Linked DNA regions of Oryctolagus cuniculus: region 1 is linked to region 2. Evidence: chromatin contacts called from public Micro-C data. All regions are on one chromosome and are shown on one strand. The core of a region is the stretch at or near the end of the contact, and the rest is flanking DNA. Distances in the headings are between cores, read along the strand shown.

Region 1 (6,223 bases), core at 3,686-6,185, 310 kb before region 2:
GGCTGTGCTGCTGGGGAGGGGAAGAGTGCAGTGGGTCTGAGTCTGCGTGAGAGGGGCTCACAAAGAGGATGAGGCATTCGGTAATTTCCTTGTCAAGTAGGAAACAATACAAAGATGACATAGTTAACCAACATTTATGTAGTTTGCAAAACCTCTTTTCACAAATGTGACCTGGTTTTGTGAAATCAACCTTGGAGTTAGATGTTCCCCTCATCAGGTGGTACAGCTCAGTAACCAGAATCAAACCTGCAACACTGGTCCCCATGATGTTTCCGAGATACTACATTGTTTCTAAATCTGAGGGCCAATCTTGTTAGCAGAGATGGCCTCCCCAGGTTCTTGTCTTCACCCAAGGAAGAATTCAGATGTGAGACAAACACCACTGCTAACAGGGCAGAAAGGTTTAATGAGGTAGGGCATCCGACAGAATGCATAGGTTCCTCTCCAGACAGAAACAGAGTGCTCCAGCACTCACACTGGGAAAAGCAGGGCCACACAGTCCAATGGTGAGAATGCACCTGACAGGTCAGACGGGCATCTCAGGACATAGCTGAGTCCGTGGCTAGGCACTAAGAATGGCACACAGTGCAGCAGCAACCACCCCATGCTGTTATCCAATTCCCAGTCCAAATTCATGCCAGGGTCTGAAAATAGGAACACTAGTTGTGCTGTCAATCAACACCATCTCACAGACACTTCTGGAGTGCAAAACTGGGATTAGGAGAAGGGTAGAATAAATAATTTCCTGAAAGTCTTACAGGAGCAAGGCACACCAAAAAGAAAAGAAAAAAGATGAAAAAAAAAAAAAACTCATGAATTACCAACTACATTCTATCGAGATGGAATCTGGGTGCCGAATACAAGAGTCACTGGATGTAATCAAAATACCACTTTAGTTTTTGACTTTTGCCATCTTTTATATATTTTTATTGAGCAGGGTTCAGGTAGATTATTGTGCTCCTAAATGGAAAATTGGATAAATTGCCTTTTTCACTCTTTGATAACTGACAATCTTTTCATGGCCCCTTTAAGTCAAAAGGAAGTCTCGTTTTAGAATGTTTTCTATTGAAAATAGACCTTAGTTTAAAAAAAATGTTTTCTGTGCAAGATGGTAGCTAGCTCCATCAGTCTTCACTCTAAGTCACTCTGGTATCCACTTCTCTTCCCCACAGAAGGGTCCTGGCTGGCAGCTACCTGCCTTCGGCTCTCTCCCCAACTTATGGGACTGCTCTTTGATCTGGGAGGGCCCAGGACAGCCCAGGGGATGGTCAGTTCTTGTCTGCTATGGTGGGACCGTACAACCTGGGTCTTTTTCTTGTAGGGCTTTTAAAGGTCCTTTGGAAACTCTTTGTCACCAGAGCCCTTCCCCTCATCCCTTTGGCCTACACAAGTACAGGCAGCTTCCTGTGCATTCTAGGATTCTTGGTTCCCTCCACTTTTTTTTTTTTTTTTTGGACAGGCAGAGTTAGACAGTGAGAGAAAGATAGAGAGAAAGGTCTTCCTTCCGTTGGTTCACTCCCCACAAATGGCGGCTACGACCGGTGGACTGCACCAATCCGAAGCCAGGAGCCAGGTGCTTCTTCCTGGTCTCCCATGCGGGTGCAGGGCCCAAGCCCTTGGGCCATCCTCCACTGCCCTCCCGGGCCACAGCAGAGCTGGACTGGAAGAAGAGCAACCGGGACAGAATCTGGCGCCCCAACCTGGACTAGAACCTGGGGTGCTGGCGCCACATTTCGAGGCAGATCAAAGGCAATCCCATGTTGGGTTTGGTCTGAGGCCCACCCTGGCCCAGGGAAACATAGACACACTGATCACCGTGCTGGCTCTGGGAGCACAGGCAGACCCCAGAACAGCCACCTCTGCTCTGGCCACTCTCTAACTCATGGGCAAGAGCCAGTTCTGTTCTCCTGGGGCTGGGAGTGGAGGTGCAATTTTCAAGATCCCTGGCCTCACAGAAGCCTCTCTTGAGGCTTGCAGACAAGGAGGCAGCACCAGCACTTCCCTCCAGGTGGGAGGAGGGTGGGAATTCAACAGCATCTGTGAATTCCTTCCCCAGACTGTTGATCTCCCCAGAAGCAGAACTGAGGTGGGCAGGGAGATGGCTCAGCCAAGAGGAGCTGGAGATTACCAGCACATGCAGCCCAAGCTGTCCAGCACTGGCTGTTAATATCCAATATGGGCTGTTTCTGCAGTGACCTTTCTGTCATTATAGTAAAATTATCATGGCTGACACCCATCCCATCATGCACCTCACACCATGATGGGTTTCTGGAGGCAGGCAGTACTCAAGCATCACCCCAACCCCATGCTGTTGGAATATTCAGTTAAACCTGCTCCAGACACCAACCACTTGCCTAGCGACAGCGTAAAAGCAAGGTTCTGAACCTTTCCCTCTGGCTGTCCTCTGCCGGTCACAAGTCCTGCTTCCCTGCTGACCTTCCCTACATCTCTTCCTTGAATTCCTCGTGGCACAGGACAGGAGCCTGGACCAAGCTCAGCCTGGGCTCACCCCTGGCCTCTGCACACAACACTGATTTCGTTCATGGAAACTTTGTTCCGGTATTCACCTGCAGCTGATAGTGTTCCAATCTGTCTCGCAGCCTGGGCTTCTCAGGGCCTGTCTCTGTCTCTCTTCTTCCAACAGCTGAGTACAAGTCGTAGAACAAAGCAGGTGCTGAGTCACACTTTAATGAATGGGCAACTGGGTGGCTCTGAAACCAGCTTCTCTGGGGCAGTAAGTCTCTGAGACACCTAAATGGACACCCACTTTAGTACTCCCTGGGAGACTCCAACTGTTCTTACATTCATAAGAGGCTGGTAGCCTCACATAATTTATATACCTCAGCATTTGCCAACCAAGAAATTTGAAAGATGATTAAACACAGGGTGAAAAAAAATCTTTCCTGAAGGAAGTACTGAATAAATGAGTAAGAAATAGCTCACGTGTTTAGGAAGTTCTAGGATGCCAAATCTAACCACCTCTGAAAAAACTTTCCCCAAAGCTGTGGGAGCTTAAGCTTTTATTATTAGTATCACTGGACAAGACAAAGAAAAAAATATTTACAATAGTTAGCAGGATGTTCATGTAATTAACACAGGTGATGCTCCTCATAGGATTCTCTAGTCTCTCCGTATATTTTAACATGTTTATAATAAAGTCTCCTTAAAAACTGAAGCTGTACGGTGACACTGTGGTGCAGCGCTTTAAGCTGCAGCACCAGCATTCCATACGGTGCCCATTTCTGACCCAGCTGCTCCATTTCCTGTGCAGCTCCCTGCTAATGCACCTGGGAAAGCAGTGAAGATGGCCCAAATGCATGGGCCCCTGCCACCCTCATGGGTTATCAGAGAGAAGCTCCCGTCTTCAGCTTCACCCAGCCCTGGCTGGTTCAGCCATTTGGGGAGTGGACAAGCGGATGGAAGCTCTGACTCTCCTCCTTGCCCCTAACTTTCAAATAAATCAGTAAATCTTTAAGAAAAAAATAAAGGACTCTGATCTCACACTTCTACCACTGTCGCTGGCATGACTTTGACCAAGAGCTGCCAAGGCATGGAACCTTGGAGAAGGCAGACCCACTCTTCAGGGACAGGGCTTTCATCTGCTGGACCCTGTGGCTCTTTCAGCTCTGAGTAACAGGCGGCAACCTCCTCCCGCTGTGTAGTGGGTTCTCAGAGCAGTGCACCCACCAAAGCGCGATTTCACAAGACGAGGGCCGGCAGGGCCGTCACCACACTCTTCGTAGGTCAGCTGGATGAAGTTAGTGCTCCACTTTGAGAGCGACGGGTGGGCCAGGTGAGCACCCCCTGCTGGATCCGTGGAGAAGGGGACTCGTGGCCTCCTGAAATGCAGTTTCTGACAATTCTGCCTCAAGCCTTGGAACTTTAGGTTCCCAGAACACATTCTCCACTTAAATTATTCAAGAAGCAGGGAAAAAAGAGAGACCTCATCCACGGATTCACTCCTCAAATGCTGTGAAGGCTGAAGCACCGGGGTCTCCCGTGTGGGTGGCAGGGACACACCCACTCGAGCCATCAGCAGGAGCCACAGCTGGGAACTGGAGCTGGACTTGAAACCAGGGGCTAGGCCAAGTGCCCCTGAAGTCTGGAGTTTTTAGGGCCCTAATACTAGCTCCTGGTTCACAAGCAATGACAGAAACTAAGTTTCCACTCGCGGAATGCGGACAAAGACCCTGGACTAGCTTGAGAGGTCGGGTGTGGAGCACGCCTCGGCTAATCCCATCGGCCACCGAATCCAGCCAGCGCGGCCTCCGGGAAGGCGCGGCGTGGAGCCCCGGCAGAGCGCTTCCCGGGCTGCGACGTCTGCAAGACTGGCCGCGGAGGCCGCGCGGGGCCCAGATTTTAAAGTGCCAGGCTTTTCCTCCTGGTCTCCCATGCAGGTTCAGGAGCCCAAACACCTGGGCCATCCTCCACTGCCCTCCCGGGCCACAGCAGAGAGCTGGAGTGGAAGAGGGGCAGCCGGGACTAGAACTCGGCGCCCATAAGGGATGCCCGCGCCGCAGGCGGAGAATTAACCTAGTGCGCCACGGCGCCGACCCCTTCAAGTGCTAATTAAAAAAAAAAAAAAAAAAAAAAAAGTGCCAGTATTGGCAACCGGCGAGAACCCATTTAAAAAGCCTGTCCTCTCGCCTCGCCGCACGGCTCCGTTCTTCTCACCCGGACCCCGGCTGAGCGCGGGTGGGCGCCGGAGGGCTCTGGTGACTCCCAGGAGACAGCGGCGTTCGGGAGCACCCGGAGGTGGCCGGCCATAACCCAGGCACCACCTCCGATGGCGATCCAGCGCCGAGGAGAGGGCTGGCGGGCGCAGCCACCACAGGCCGGAAGCACGCATCCTTGGACCACGCACGCGCAGCCGCGGACCGCCACAAGCACGCCTGCGCAGAGACGCTGGTCCGGAGTCTCACGGGATTGATTTTGCGCAGGCGCAGCCCGCAGATTTCCCCACGACTGCCAGTGCGCAGGCGCACGTCCCAGTCAGCCTAGTCCCGTAAACAGGGGTCGCTGGTGACACTTCTACTTCCGGGTCACGCTTGAAAGCGGCTGTCGGGAACCACCTAGGCCCGGGTCCGGTGAGTGCGGCCCTTGTTACGGGAGGGTCTGCAGCCGGGCCCCAGCCCGAGGCTCCGCGCCCAAGAACGTGTCCACCACTCCCGCTTGAGGTCTGCGGACCGTCGAGGCCGCCACGCGTTTTGGGCCGGGAGCCTCCCGAGCAGGTGCACCAAGTGGCCGGGCACCCCCACCCCCGCCTTCGCTCGGCTTTGGGCTTCGCGGCCGGAGCGAAGGGCAGCAGGGGGACGAGGCCCCGGAGGGCGGGTCGCGGCTTTCTTGGAGCGTCGGTGGTCTCGTCGTGTGTCCACCCACGGCTCGCCGCGTACGGGATGTCTGTCTCCGTTCCAGCAGAACTCGGGTTGCTCCGATAGGGGGTCTCTCCAGCTGCGCCTTATCCTGCCGTCACACTCGGTCCTGTGCAGACGTGTTTAACAAGCTGGAAGAGTAGATTTTGCTGCAGAACAGAAAAATCGAGATCAGTGTGTTTCTCATAAAACGCATTTTCCGCGATTGCATTTAGTTTCTTTTTCCAGCTTCCTACTGTCATGTTGTCGTTTTAAGATACGTTTGCCCAAATCTATTCCTTAGTTGTCGCGAATAGCCAATTGTTAGTTATTAATTCGCTTTAAGTCTCGCTCGTTAGAAACAAAACGCTCCTTCAGTGCTGTTGAGCTTTGCTTTGTTTTTACAACTTTAGATGATTTCAGAGTAGCTACACTTTTTGCTTTCTTCCTTATCTTAGGATGTGCCACAAGTATTCCCACTCTTTTCTCTGCTGAAGACATTTAACAATATTTCACAGATGCCTTATCATGAACATGGATGTGCTGTCCCGTAGCCTTTTTGCCTGTCTTCGCTGCCATACCCTTAGCAGAAGCCAGTGTTTGTGAAACACCTGCACTCTGGAGTTCTCTGCTGGCCAGACCCCGGCCTTCCCGCTGCTTCCAGCTCCCGGGGGGGGGAAAGGGGCGCATGAGTGAGCTGCAGTTACCTGAGGGGAGCCGAGCGCAGAGACTGCAGAGATCCACAGGGAAGGAGTGTATTCTGGCGCCGGCAGCCTTGTCTTGTTTGAAAACCACACAGCTCCTCAGGGGTCCTCGTGTGGACTGGGTCAGAGTTGAGCAGGGTCCTGTCAGCTCCTGTCATCCGCTCTGCG
Region 2 (6,537 bases), core at 456-2,955:
AAGAGCAGGGTGAGCTCGGGGGGTGGCACCGAACTCTGCTCAGGGGGCACTGAGACCTGTGTCCCTGGGGATGTCTCTGAGAGCCAGGGAGCGGGGGAGTTGCTGTGGGATTAGGGGAAGTGAGAGCCGACTGGGTGGGGTCTCCGATGGGGCAGAGGCTCTGTTCTGTATGCTCTGCCAGCCAGCGCCCCAGAGCTGAGCTACAGGACTGAGTCCTGTGGGGTCCCGGCCAGTCTCTGGTCTGTGCCTCTGAGCTGGACGTGCTGGGGACCTCGTTCCAGGGTCGAGGGTCAGGAGGTGGGGCAAGGCGCAGCTCCTTGGTGACTAGGTCTCCATGGAGACCGCATCGCTTGAGAGAGCACCGGGATGCTGAGTCCACCCAGCCTGAGACCTGGATCTGTAGACAGCCAGTGTGGACCCGAGAAGAGGCTCTGGCACCAGGTGGACAAAGACGACTGTGGGGGAGGAAGTCAGAGAGGGGCCGGGGGCAGGCGAGCCGTGGTTCCTGGGGCACCATGGGGGGCGGGGCACAGCCCCTGTGTTCGTGGGAGGCACGGGGTGGGGAACCTGAGTGGGGACCCCAGAATGCACAGCCAGGCGCCTGCCTCCCAGGAGACGTCCCTCCCAGCCTGCCCTGCACCCTCCCATCCCTTGGCCACCTTGAAGCAGACAAGTCTGCCGGGGAGCGTTGAGACCCCTGGCCTGGGCTCCTCCTGGGGCTTCGGTTCTTGAACTGAGGTGAAAAATCCACTCAGCCTCGGCCAGCGGGCTCTGAGCGCCACGGCCGCCCACGGCGGTGCCAGCTGCTGGAGGGAAGCAAGTGCTTTCCTTGGCCTCCGCTCTCCTGGCCCTTTAAAACACTGTCCTCTTTGCCCGGACTTTCTGCCGCTGGTCCCGGGTGTCCTGCCAGGCCAGCCGAGCAGGCAGCTGACCGGCCCCCTGCAGGACTCTGCCATTCAGGCTCCCAGGAGCTCGACTTAAGATGCCAGAAAGGCTCTTCTGGGCTCGCAGAGACAAGTGGGGCCAGTCCATGTGACCGTGCCCTGGCCACCGAGGAGGCTGTGCCCGCAGCGAGGAGGCACCTCGGGACTGGGCGGGCTGGCGCAGCACCTCTCCTACTGGGACCACACGGGCCAGCAGCCCGGGGCAGGGTGGTGCTGCCGTCTGAACCCTCACCTCCGTGTGGTCCTCACACAGACCCATGAGGCTGACACTGAGCGGCCCTTGACAAACACTGGCTCATTTAGCTCCCATCAATATTCTGCGAGATAGGCTGCCTTAATCTCCCACCTGTCCAGATAAGGGAACGAGGCCCCGCAGGTGAAGCCACCTGGGCGAGAACCTGACACTGGGAAGCTGCAGGACCAGAATCCCGGCCACAGCGGCTCCTCCCCTCCCCGCGGTGCCTGCCCCGTACACTGTGGGGAAGCCCTAACCCCAGTCGGGTCTCCCCAGATCCGCATTTGCATTGAGGGCCAGCTTTGAGGTGCCTGGGTGGAATCAGCAGCTCCCAGGCTGCTTTGAGCCAACCTGGCATTATTCCTCCTCTCCTGGCCCTGACACTTCCTCCAGCTTGGGTGTTGCCTTCAGTCCAACCCCAGCCCTCCCCAGACTTCTTTTGGCAGATGTAATGTGTTCGAATCCTGTGCTCTCAATCCCAGCCCAAGCACACCCAGCCCTGGTCCAAATCAGCCTTTGGTTGCTGGTGCTGTCAGTTGACTCTGACACTGACCTTGTCACAGCCTCGGACCCCTGCCTGGGAAGAGAGCGCTCAGAGCCCAGCGCGCGGTGCCAGCCTGGCTGCCCCTGCCTTTGCCGGGGAGGGGGTCGTGGGGCTTGCGGAGGGCCTATGACCTTTGTGGCACTGCTCCCCGATCCTTGGCACCCCGATCCTTGGCGCCCTCAGGATGACGACTGCTCCTGCCCGCCCTTCGGTCGGGTAGCCGGTCCTGCTCCCACGTCAGCTCCCACCTGCGCACAGGGAGACCGGGTGTGGAGGACAAGTCCCCAGAGAGCACCGGTGAGGGGGGCTGATGCAGCCAGGGGCAGGAGCAGCAGCAGCAGCGCCCTCTGCAGGCAGCCACCGACCTCCCCTTTCTTCAGCCTGCTCACGTTCTAAAGACCTGGACATTCTCACGCAAAAAACGCAGGTTTCTCTTGCCAGTGCCCCAAGGAAACCGGGCTGGCGCCAGGGACAGGTACTTGGGAGAAGCTGCTGGTTTGACACAGGGCTTTGCCAGGCCTCCTCCTGCACGCAGCTTCCACCCGGCCCGTCAGACCGCCAGGCTGGCATCTCGCCTCTTCACTTCTGAGTTTCAAATCTGTGGCTCAAAACCTCTTTTCCGTAGAAAACAATGGCCCAACCAGAGGCTGGGACCTCAGCCGGCCGGCTCATGTGAGCCTGTGTGACACCAGTGGGGTCTGAACAACAGAGCCCTGGGGAAGCCTGGACTAGAGGAAGGGGGGCCGGTGTCTGCTGGGGGCAGCCGTTCTGGGGCAGCAACCCAGAGATTTGGAATCGGTTGTCACCGGCTGTTTCCATGGTGACTGGGGGTGACTCCCCCGTGTGAGTCCTCAGGAGCCTCCTGTCCTCTTCCTCCCTCGCGCCGCTCTCTGCCCCCTGCTGCGTCACTCAGCACTCAGCTTGCAGGGCCGGGGCTGCCCTCCCCACTGGCCATCACATGGCTGTGTCCCCCAGCAGTCCCTGGGCCACAGCTCTTCTCCCTGAGAATTCGCCCCCACCTGAGGGCTCACTCCCAAGGCAGAGCACACCACCGGGTGGTTTCTCTGGGGAAGTGACTCTACCAGCAGCCTCCGCCCTCCATCTGCTCCCGGTGGGTCCTTGCTCCCAAGGCACATGTCCCCGCTGAGGCCCTCGGGACGGTTGTGGTTTTGTTTCTCGTCGGCAGGTGGAGAGTACACCGACGAGTTGGAGCCATTTCTGGGACTGGAGGAGGAGCCGGGTGTGGACACTGCCAGCAGTGAGCCTGCTCCCTTGCAGGGGAACCGGGATCAGAGCGGGTGGCCTGAGCCAGCCAGGGGCCCAGGGGTCAGGAGGTGGCGTGGGCATCGGGAAGGCTGTCCCGGGAAGCAGGGGGCTGGTGGGGAGGGGCAGGGCCTCGGCGCACGGTGCACGCTCTCCCCGCAGGCCTGTACTCCGCACCTGGCTCCTGCCAGGGCCGCTGTCGCGAAGCCTTTGACAGACACCAGCCCTGCCACTGCGACGCCCGCTGCCGGGGCTTTGGGAACTGCTGTGAGGATTTCCACAGCCTGTGCGACCACCACGGTCAGTCTGCCCCCGCACGGCCCGAGCCCGAGGCGTTCGGGAGGGCAGCAGCTCCCAGGGAGTGGCCCGGGAGCTGAGGCCTGCAGACCACAGCCGCAGCCCTGGGGTTGGGAGGCTGGGCGTGGCGTGCCGTGGGCCTCCTGGGGCCTCTGACCCTGTCCCCCGGCACCCCCAGAGGGCTTCTCCCGCAGCAGCAACGCCATTACCGGAGAGGAGCTCCGGCACATCTCGGAGCGGATCTACAGGGCAGACACCAACAAGGCCGGGAAGGAAGACATCGTGCTCAACAGCCAGAACTGCATCTCCCCTTCGGAGACTGGGGACCGAGTGGACCGCTGCCCCGAGCCGTGAGCGCCCCCCGTCACTGCCCCAGCGGCTGGCGGGGCCCGGGGAGGGAGTGAGACGGGAAGGCGTCTGTGGAGGGTCGGCCGGGCCGGGGAGGGGGGCTGAGCTTCCACGGTGCGGAGCAAAGACAACAGCCCCACGGGCAGCAGAGCTCCCAGCGCCCCCAGCGGCCCCCCTGGAGGGTCTGCGCCCCTTCCGGCCTCACTGGGTCGTCCCACCTGCCCCAGGCTCTTCAGCTATGTCAACGAGAAGCTCTTCTCCAAACCCACATATGCGGCCTTCATCCGGCTCCTCAACAACTACCAGCCGGCCACAGGCCACCCGGAGCACGTGGGCGCCCAGCAGGTGGCCGAGCAGCAAGCCTTTCTGAGCGAGGTCATGCAGACAGCCGTCATGAGGGAGCTCTCCAGCTTCCTCCTCCAGCAGAGTGAGCGCGCGTGGGGTCGCAGGGCAGGCACAGCTGGGGGGGATCACTCATCTTCTGTGGCTCCGCCCGGCCTCAGGCTGGGGGTCCCCAGCAGGTCCCTGAGCCTCCCCCACCCCAGGGCACCGCACCAGGCAGGTGGAGCCCCCTCCTCTCTGTTCCTGACTCCTGAGCCGGGTCCAGGGATGGGTTGGGTGCTGGAGAAAATGCAACAGACAACCCAGGGAGGCTGGCATTGGTGTTGGGGCCTGCAGAGTCCCAGGGCTCTCTGTCCAGGTCTCCCAGGGTCTTCACTGCCCAGAGCCGCCACAGTCCAGCCAAGGCGCCTTGTCGGGTAATGGCAGCGCTCTGCTTTAGGGAGAGCCAGGGCCACGCTCGGGATCTCCTGGGCACAGGGCAGTCCTGGGCTGCCCCCTGGTGTTCGCCTGGTGGCAAGCGCAGGAGAGAGGTGGCAGAGCTGTGGGAGCCAGGCTGTCTCCTCATCTCCCCGTCACTCTGGGCAAGCGTTCTGGCTCTGCACACAGATGACACGGTGGACCCAGACACCGAGTCTCATCTCTGCTTGGCTGAGGGCTTCCCCACCCCCTCAGAGCCCCTCTGCTCTGGTGCTGCAGGTGTGAGGTCCCCAGTGCCCTCCCTCCTGTCCATGCGCCCCTCTGCACCTGCAGTCCCCTGCACAGGAGGGTTCCCCCAGCCCCCTGCCACCTTCCTGGAGAAGCCTTTGTGAGCCTCCTCTAAAGCACCCCGTCTGGTGGGCTCCGTGCTGCTGGGGCAGCTCCGTGGGCCTCGAGGGCTGCACCTGGCGAGGGCTTCTTGCTGGGGCATCCCACGGCGGGATGGCGGGGAACAGAGAGAGTGCAAGAGCGTCAGAGACAGAGAGACAGAGGCCCAGGGAGAAAGAGGGACAGACATAGCAGGAGAAATAAAGGCAGAGACAGAGGGGGAGCGAGGGAGAGAGGGAGAGGCAGAAGGGGCCAGACTGGCCCTGTGGAAGGGTTCCACCTCTCTGGTGATGGCAGCAGCCCCCGTGTGAGGCCCTCGTGGCCTGGTCACTGCCCAGCCGTCTGCTCTCAACACTGCCATGCGGGGAGTACGGCTGCTGGGGAGCTGCCCGGCGCACAGCATCCCCACCTCCATCACCTGCTCTGTCCTCCCGCTGCCCTGCCATGTCCTCCCGGCTGCCCTCAGGCTGTCTGCCCGCTGCCTGCTTGTTCCTCAGCCTTTAGCTTGGGCCTGCACAGTAGGACCACTGACTGCTGCTGAAGGGCCAGCAGGACGTGTGTGGGCCTGAACCTGGTGCCTCTTGGCCAGGGCAGGTAGCTCTTTCCTGCCACCCAGACCCGGCCCCCATGTGCCCCCACAGACCGCTACGGCTCAGAGCAGGAGTTCGTGGAGGACTTGCAGAACATGTGGTTCGGGCTCTACTCACGCGGTGGCGAGGAGAGGGACTCCAGTGGCTTTGAACACGTCTTCTCAGGTGGGCGCTCGCTCACTGGCCGCAGGGACACATCCACTCCCAGGCCGGGAGGGCGGGTCTGAGAGGCCACTGTGCGGGTCAGTCTCCCCCAGAGGATCTCAGGGTTCATCCGGGATGGCCACCTTTCCCTCACTGCCCCACCCGCCGGGAGGAGGTTCCCCAGTGGCCACCAGGGCAGCCCAGGGTTGGACCCTCCCAAGGGCCGGAGCTGAAATGGAGGGGGGTGTGTGAGAGTGCTCACGGGCTGGGCAGAGGGACGTTCTAGACTCAGGAGATGGCAGAAGGGAGGCAGCTGCGGCGGGGGTGGTGGGGAGGGGTCTGGGGAGGGGCAGGGTCACCCTCCTTGGTCTCTCTTACAGGGGAGGTCAAGAAAGGCAAGGTCACGGGCTTCCACAACTGGATCCGCTTCTACCTGCAGGAGAAGGAGGGCCTGGTTGACTATTACAGCTACGTGTACGATGGGCCTGTGAGTGCCCGGGTCCCGCCCTCGCTCTGCCTTCCGCCAGACGGCCCCCTCCCTGACCTGCAGAGAGCAGGTGCCAGGCCAGGATGCTGGCTTCCCTCCAAATGCAGGCCACAGCAGGGGTGGGAGGTACAGCCAAGGGAGCCTCCTCAAGGGGGAGACGCAAAGACCCCCCGCCCCTGACGGACCCTCAGTGGACCCTGTCTGAGTGCTGCTGGCTGGCACCTGCCCGGCTCCCCAGCCGTCTCCGGACGCCCTGGTGCCCTCTCTCCACAGTGGGATTCGTACCCTGACGTGCTGGCCATGCAGTTCAGCTGGGACGGCTTCTACAAGGAGGTGGGCTCGGCCTTCATCGGCAGCAGCCCCGAGTTTGAGTTTGCCCTCTACTCGCTGTGTTTCATCGCCAGGCCCGGCAGAGTGTAAGTGCTGCAGAGGGGGGAGCCCCGGGCTGGGGACAGGGCACGCGCTGGCCTCGGCTGCATGCTGAAGTCAGCTGTTGGGGTCGAGCCGGCAGCTTTAGAAGGGAAACATTTTCTTCTTTT

What was found. Hi-C and Micro-C count contacts between places; a contact is called where the count stands out from the background.
Region 1: a contact with region 2 is called in a Micro-C map of ear pinna, with 2.7 times the contacts expected there. The contact joins the promoter of ASB8 here to the promoter of RPAP3 in region 2. A contact is called at or near these places in 2 of 6 Hi-C or Micro-C datasets (ear pinna and an unstated tissue).

What each region holds. Positions count from the first base shown.
Region 1 is chr9:137,714,730-137,720,952 of mOryCun1.1, reverse strand. It overlaps ASB8 (ankyrin repeat and SOCS box containing 8), which reads left to right and starts at 4,935. Exons shown (of 4, transcript XM_002723441.5): 1 at 4,935-5,087.
Region 2 is chr9:137,402,940-137,409,476 of mOryCun1.1, reverse strand. It overlaps RPAP3 (RNA polymerase II associated protein 3), which reads left to right and starts at 1,705. Exons shown (of 18, transcript XM_070049731.1): 1 at 1,705-1,735. ENDOU (endonuclease, poly(U) specific) reads left to right here. Exons shown (of 9, transcript XM_008259345.4): 2 at 2,910-2,981; 3 at 3,149-3,286; 4 at 3,462-3,633; 5 at 3,859-4,058; 6 at 5,419-5,532; 7 at 5,892-5,998; 8 at 6,272-6,414.